Linked DNA regions of Mus musculus: region 1 is linked to region 2. A link is a contact called in public promoter capture Hi-C data. All regions are on one chromosome and are shown on one strand. The core of a region is the stretch at or near the end of the contact, and the rest is flanking DNA. Distances in the headings are between cores, read along the strand shown. Region 1 holds the start of Zfp984 (zinc finger protein 984). Region 2 has its middle 42 kb from the start of Zfp987.

What was found. Promoter capture Hi-C pulls out the DNA fragments that hold promoters and counts their contacts.
Region 1: a contact with region 2 is called in a promoter capture Hi-C map of embryonic stem cells, with 7 times the contacts expected there. The contact joins the promoter of Zfp984 here to the enhancer-like site in region 2. A contact is called at or near these places in 1 of 39 promoter capture datasets (embryonic stem cells), 1 of 15 datasets of contacts at CTCF or cohesin (the NIH/3T3 cell line), 11 of 115 datasets of contacts at active chromatin or transcription factors (bone marrow-derived dendritic cells, cardiomyocytes, differentiating embryonic stem cells and 6 more) and 3 of 9 other capture datasets (adipose tissue, embryonic stem cells and liver).

What each region holds. Positions count from the first base shown.
Region 1 is chr4:147,808,475-147,812,112 of GRCm38.p6, forward strand. It overlaps Zfp984 (zinc finger protein 984), which reads right to left and starts at 1,314. Exons shown (of 6, transcript NM_001127189.3): 1 at 1,194-1,314.
Region 2 is chr4:146,053,580-146,057,217 of GRCm38.p6, forward strand. No RefSeq gene overlaps it. Among named protein-coding and RNA genes, the nearest start is that of Zfp987, 42 kb to the right of the region's middle. Within about 2 kb of position 1,967, at least 10 of the 459 cell types and tissues checked have an H3K27ac peak or open chromatin away from gene starts, as enhancers often do. A contact at or near this core is called in embryonic stem cells and expanded potential stem cells, where this site is marked.

The sequences.
Region 1 (3,638 bases), core at 64-2,563, 1.8 Mb after region 2:
CAACATTCCTCCATCCACCCACTTATAAGCTGTGCTTTCAAAGAAAGTCACCTTGACCCACCCCGACAACTCCAGGAACTCACTATGCAAATGTGCTAATGTTATTGAGACTCATACACAGCTGTCTTGACTTTCCACTTTCAACTGGTATTTTTGGTATTTTCCAACAACGCCCTCCCCACCCCCTTGACTTGTGGTTCCTTCCTTTAAATACCCCCTTACCCAGCTACTCTGCATACCACAGTCCTCTAGCATTGCATGGTTTATGACTGTGGGCCTGAGAGCTCTCTTGAAATAAAAGTCCTCTTGCAATTTGCATCAAAACCGTTTCTCCAGTAATTTGGGGTGTTGCCTCTCCTGAGTCAGAACGTGGGAGAGTCCTCACCTTTTGGGTCTTTCAACAGTACTTTATAACGAATATTTTCGAATTCAATCAAATCTGCACTGATCCCCATATGACAAATACCTACAAAGCTCTCTAGGGATGCCTATCCAGTTCCCTGGAGAAAGGGAAACGAAATGGCAAATGGAGGAACAAGGGAGTTAAGAAAGCATGAATGAATTTGAATTTGAGGAGCTTTATTATGGCTTTTGCAAAGACAACCATCCCAATACACAAACTCCAGAGACGGCCAAGGATCTACGGGGTTATTTAAAAAAAAAAAAATCTGGCACCCATAAAATTAATTAAAACATCACCATGAACCCAATTCACAGGATCTCAAACTTCCTGATAATGGTAAGATACCACAACAGAATTGGGAGAGTGGCGGCAGAAAATGCACCCCTGCTCCACATGCCTGCCTTGCTCCTGCCCATTTCCCAGTCCAACAGCTCCTCTGACTTGGAAGGTGACAGGACCAGCTGCTCAATGTCCTAGGAGGCCAGCACAGCAATTGCAGCTTAAAGAAGTTTTCAGGTTCCGCAAACACTGAATTGTGAGAGGGGCGGCAGAAAATGCACCCCTGCTCCACGCCCCTGCCCAGCTCCTGCCCGTTCCCCAGTCCAACAGCTCCTCTGACTTGGAAGGTGACAGGACCAGCTGCTCAATGTCCTAGGAGGGGCAACTGCAGCTTAAGGGAGTTTTCAGGTTCCGCAAACACTGAATTGTGAGAATGGCGGCAGAAAATGCACCCCTGCTCCACACGCCTGCCCAGTTCCTGCCTGTTCCCCAGTCCAACAGCTCCTCTGACCTGGAAGGTGACAGGACCAGCTGCTCAATGTCCTAGGAGGCCAGCACAACAACTGCTGCTTAAGAAAGTTTTCAGGTTCCGCAAATACTAGGCGCTAGTCTCCCTCCATAACTTCCTGATCACGAGGCAGCTGAGATGCAAGAAGAAAGATGAAACCGCGGAACTTCCCTTCATGCTGCCTAGCCCCGCCTTCTGGACCCGCCCAATATTCAGCAGCTTCCTGCAATTCTTCTAAGCCTACCTACTTCGGGACCTTTTAATTAATTAGCTTCCCAATTCTTCACAGCAATGTTTGGTGTTTTGAATTTTTGCTTGCTTGCTTGCTTGCTCGTTCCTTTGCTTTTAATTTGTCTTTTTCTTAAACTCATCTAATCAGGCTGGAGGCCCACCCTCCCCAGCAGGAACCACTCCTCCAACTCTGTTGCAGGCTGCCTTCCACAAAACTTCCCAGGACCTACTCTACACAGCTTCCTCAAAAGGTTGCTGCCAGACTAGACCAGAACTGGATGTAGTAGGACACTGCACCTGGGTTCTGAACCCTTCAGATACAACGCATATTAACTTCTCATATTGTGAGTCTTTTCCTCTGGGCTATAAATGCACACAATTAAGCAGTCCCTTTGAATTCTGATGCTCAGAACAGATACCCAAAACAAACAATAACTTAGATAAAATGTCCTTGGCTCAAACCGCAAACCATATAGGTATCCTATAAGGAGCACAATTTATTTGATATCGAAGACAAAGAATAGAAAACCCACAATCATGATCAAGGACATTAAAGTTTGTAAACCATGTAAATCCACTCACTCAGAGAGAAACGAAATAAATCATGGGCAAGAAAATAATACCAGATTCCTGAAGGAAATGACAATATAAAATATTAAAATTGACTTCAATAAGTGCTTAGAAATGCCAAAAAAAAATCCTGAAAAGAAAATGCAGTAAGGCAAATAAAAATAATACATAGAGAACCTGTGGGAGACAGATTATCAGACTTAAAGAAAAGGTAGAGGAGGTGGATGCCTCAATCAAAGAAAATGATGAATTAAAATGATGTTAGGTCAAGGCACAATATTATTTACTTCTTGAAGGGTGAGACAATAAAGAGAAACTCCTTTGGAAAACTGTCTTGATCTTTGTCAAAAAAAAAAAAGTAAGGAAAGGAAGTAAGGAAGTAAGAAGGAAAGAAAGAAAGAAAGAAAGAAAGAAAGAAAGAAAGAAAGAAAGAAAGAAAGAAAAGAAAGAAAGAAAGGATGAAAGAAAGAAAACTTGAACAAAATTACAATACATACTGCACTGTTTGTTGATAAATGGTTTCCTGATTGTTCCCTGTAACACTCTATGACACCCATGCATATCAGTATAAGCTGGGGAAAGGAGACTCGAGATTTACCCAAGTCTCATTAGACTCTTGCTAGGAAGTCAACTCTTTTCATGATTGTAATGAGTTCCAGGATTCTCATTGACCTCTGAGGTTCAAAACCTGTTGTGATGATTATGAGAGGTTAAAATGGATTCTAGCTCAGCATGGCGGTGAGAGCTCAGAAGCACAAGCCCAGACCTGGGGTTCTGTCTTTAAATAGGGTTCTATGCCTATGGACACCTTTCAGATGGCAGGGCTACTTGTTTCCCATTGTGTTGAGTTTTAGTTTTCCCCATATTGTACTTATGCAAAAAAAAAAGTCACAAGTTAATTGATTCTTCATATGTGAGTAGATTAAACATACTGGTGATTAATAATGCATCTGAGTTAAGGAAAGAAATAAAAGCCTTTTCCTCAGAGCATTTAACTAAGTGTGAGTCCAAAGTTGAATTCTCTACTTCATTTTCCCTGTGTCTTCCACCCTCTGTGTGTCTGTTCAGTTAGTTTAAATCTGTAACTTCCTGAAGGCTGCTTGTATAGCTCTCCCTTTCTGTCTGCCTTTTGTCTCCATGTTGGTGTCTATCTGTGTAATCTGTTGTCTATTTGTATCTCTCTGACTGACCTTGAGAGAGAGCTTTGGAGTGCTTCTAGAACATCAAGGGAACCATCACATGGGGAAAGAATGGGATAGTGAACAGTAATCTTTTATAAAGGATTAGGTAACTGGCTCCAAGTGGTCAAGTGGACAACAAACATTTATAAATATGACTTTTATCAAAAAATACCCATAACTGTATATGCATTTTTGAACTATGCTTTAAGCCTCTGCATTTCATGCTTTCATCAAGTGACACTCATGCAGTTTCTGAGCAGGACTTGAAAAAGTACATAAATTGCCATTGTATCTATGCATCAAGTTAGGTTTTAAAAGTTGATATCAAGAGAAGTCCAAGGAAAATAATGTGAGTTTTTACATTGTTCTTTGAAAAGTGTGCTAAACCCTCAGTAGGATCACAGCTTTAAAACTTAAATTTCTTCAAGTTGCCTTAATTCTGGTTGTGAGGTCCAGGAAAATTCCC
Region 2 (3,638 bases), core at 717-3,216:
AGACCCCTTCAGCTCCTTGGGTACTTTCTCTAGCTCCTCCATTGGGAGCCCTGTGTTCCATCCAATAGCTGACTGTGAGCATCCACTTCTGTGCTTGCCAGGCACAAATTATTGCTGGTGTATGCAATAGTGTCTGAGTTTGGTGGCTGATTATGTGATGGATCCCCAGGAGCAGCAGTCTCTGGATGGTCCATCCTTTCGTCTCACCTCCAAACTTTGTCTCTGTAATTCCTTCCATGATTGTTTTGTTCCAAATTCTAAGAAGGGGCGAAGTGTCTACACTTTGGTCTTCATTCTTCTTGAGTATCATATGTTTTGCAAGTTGTATCTTGGGTATTCTAAGTTTCTGTGCTAATATCCATTTATCAGTGAGTACATATTATGTGAGCTCTTTTGTGATTGATTGGGTTACCTCACTTAAGATGATGCCCTCCAGATCCATCCATTTGCCTAAGAATTTCATAAATTCATTGTTTTTAACTGCTGAGTAGTACTCCATTGTGCAAATGTTCCAAATTTTCTGTATCCATTCCTCTGTTGAGGGACATCTGGGTTTTTTCCAGCTTCTGGCTATTATAAATAAGGCTGCTATGAACATAGTGGACCATGTGTTCTTATTACCAGTTAGAACATCTTCTGGATATATGCCCAGGAGAGGTATTGCTGGATCCTCCGGTAGTACTATGTCCAATTTTCTGAGAAACCGCCAGACTGATTTCCAGAGTGTTTGTATAAGCTTGCAATCCTACCAACAATGGAACAGTGTTCCTCTTTCTCCACATCCTCTCCAGCATCTGCTGTCACCTGAACTTTTGATCTTAGCCATTCTGAGTGGTGTGAGTGGAATCTCAGGGTTGTTTTGATTTGCATTTCCCCAATGATTAAGGATGTTGAACATTTTTCTAGGTGCTTCTCAGCCATTCCATATTCCTCTGTTGAGAATTCTTTGTTTAGTTCTGAGCCCCATTTTTAAATTTTTTTTTAAAATTTTCTGGAGTCCATTTTCTTGAGTTCTTTATATATATTGGATAATCCTCCCCTATCTGATTTAGGATTGGTAAAGATTTTTTCCCAGTTTGTTGGTGGCCTTTTTGTCTTATTGGCAGTGTCAAGGCTGCCCACTTTCTCCCAACCTATTCAATATAGTACTTGAAGTCCTAGCCAGAGCAATTTGACAACAAAAGGAGATCAAGGGAATACAAATTGGAAAGGAAGAAGTCAACATATCACTATTTACAAATGATATGATAGTATATATAAGTGACCCTAAACATTCCACCAGAGAACCCCTACACCTGATAAACAGCTTCAGTGAAGTAGCTGGAAATAAAATTAACTCAAACAAATCAATGGCTTTTCTCTACACAAAGAATAAACAGGCTGAGAAAGAAATTAGGGAAACAACACCCTTCACAATAGTCACAAATAATATAAAGTACCTTGGTGTGACTCTAACTAAGGTAGTGAAAGATCTGTATGATAAGAATTTCAAGTCTTTGAAGAAAGAAATCAAAGAAGAAATCAGAAGATGGAAAGATCTCCCATCCTTATGGATTGGCAGGGTCAATATAGTAAAAATGGCTATTTTGCTGAAAGCAATCAGATTCAATGTAATCCCCATCAAAATTCCAACTCAATTCTGCAAAGAATTAGAAAGGACAATCTGCAAATTCATCTTGAATAACAAAAACCTAGGATAGGAAAAACTCTTCTCAATGATAAAAGAATCTCTGGTGGAATCACCATGCCTGACCTAAAGCGGTACTACAGAGCAATTGTGATTTAAAACTGCATGGTACTGGTATAGCGACAGATAGGTAGACCAAAGGAATAGAATTGAAGACCCAGAAATGAACCCACACACCTATGGTCACTTGATCTTTGACAAGGGAGCTAACACCATCTTTTAAATAGAAAACTTGTTCAATGCCTGACCCCCATGGTGCCTGTCAACCACCCTAAATGTCAGTTTGGGACATCTGATGCCTTTTTCTGAGTCCAGTTAGCAACAGCACAGAGCATATTACACATATGCTCTGTAAAGAGGTAAAACTCTGCTAAAATTAAAAAAAAAAGAAATCATTGAAAATGTATGGAAAAATATGGTATGAATTTTCTTCTTCATATTCTGTCTGTATAATCAATTTTGTATGAAACTATTTTAAATATTATTTTCCTATTTCAAGATTTATCTTCAAGATTTTCCTAATGACCATGTAATTGACTTTCTATATAAGAATAAATATTAGGGATTTTATAATTTATTGAACTGTGCATATGAATGATGAGATCACCACTCTATTCATACCTCTGTGTATGTTAATAAACATAGAAATGATAATTGTAATGCATTGTAAAATTAGGACAATTCAAATTTCTATACTTTTTTGGTCTGAAATATTTGGAGAATTCTTTAGACAATCATCATTTCACCTTGCAAGCAGTACATGCATATTCACATGTCATGCTTCTATTTTCTATTTTCCATGTAAATGAAGGTCTTCCTATTCTTCATGTGTATCTTTTAGATTGAAGTTATTTGCTCACACTAGATCACAATATCAGCCCTTCCTCTTCTCCCTATAACCCCTCACACAAGTCTCCCCTCATTCTACTTAGAAGCAGGAATCCTTGACGATTGTATGTAGAACAAGTGAAGATATTTGCCTAATCTATAGGTATCCTGATCATGCTGTCTTTTGACTTACAGAAGGGTTTCACATTTATGATGTTCCATTTATTAATTCTTGACCTTAGTATCAGGGCTATGGGTGTTCTATTAAGGAAGTTGTTTTCTATTCCAATGAGTTCAAGGCTATTCCCCACTTTTTGTTCTATTAATTTAGATGTGTATAGATTCATAATGAGGTCTTTGATTCATTTGGACTTGAGTGATATGCAGGGTGATAAATATGGATCTATATGCATTTTACTGCATGAAGACATCCAGTTAGACCACATCATTCATAGAAGATGCTCTCCACTTTCAATGTATGGTTTTAGCTTCTTTGCCAATAATTGTGTCCGTAGGTGAGTGGGTTTATTATTGTGTGTTCTATTGAATTCCAATGATCCACCTATCTAGTTCTATACCAGTACCGTGCAAAATTTTATTACTAATTTTTGTGCTGTAAAGCTTAAAATTACAGATATTGATGCCTCCAGAAGTTCTTTTTGTTGTTGTTCAGAAATATTTTATCTATCCTGTGTTTTTTTGCTTTTCCATATGAAGTTGCGATTTTTTCTTTCAAAATCTGTGAAGAATTGTGCTGGAATTTTGAAGGGAATTGCACTGAATCTCTAAGTTTCTTTTTGGTAAGATGGACATATTCATTATGTTTATCCTATTGATATATGAGCAAGGGAGGTATTTCCAACTTCTGATATTTTCCTGTTTCTTTCTTCAGATACTTGAATTTCTTGCCATGTAGCTTTTCACTTGCTTACTTAGAGAAATGTGAATGCATTTTATTTATTTATTTATTTATTTATTTATTTATTCATTTATTCATTTATTTATTTATTTCTGTATGGCTAATGTGAAGTGTTCTGTTTCCCTAACTTCTTTTTCAGGCTGTTTATCAGCCTGTTTATTTGTGTGGAGCAGAACTAATGATTTCTTCAAGTCAATTGTGTAT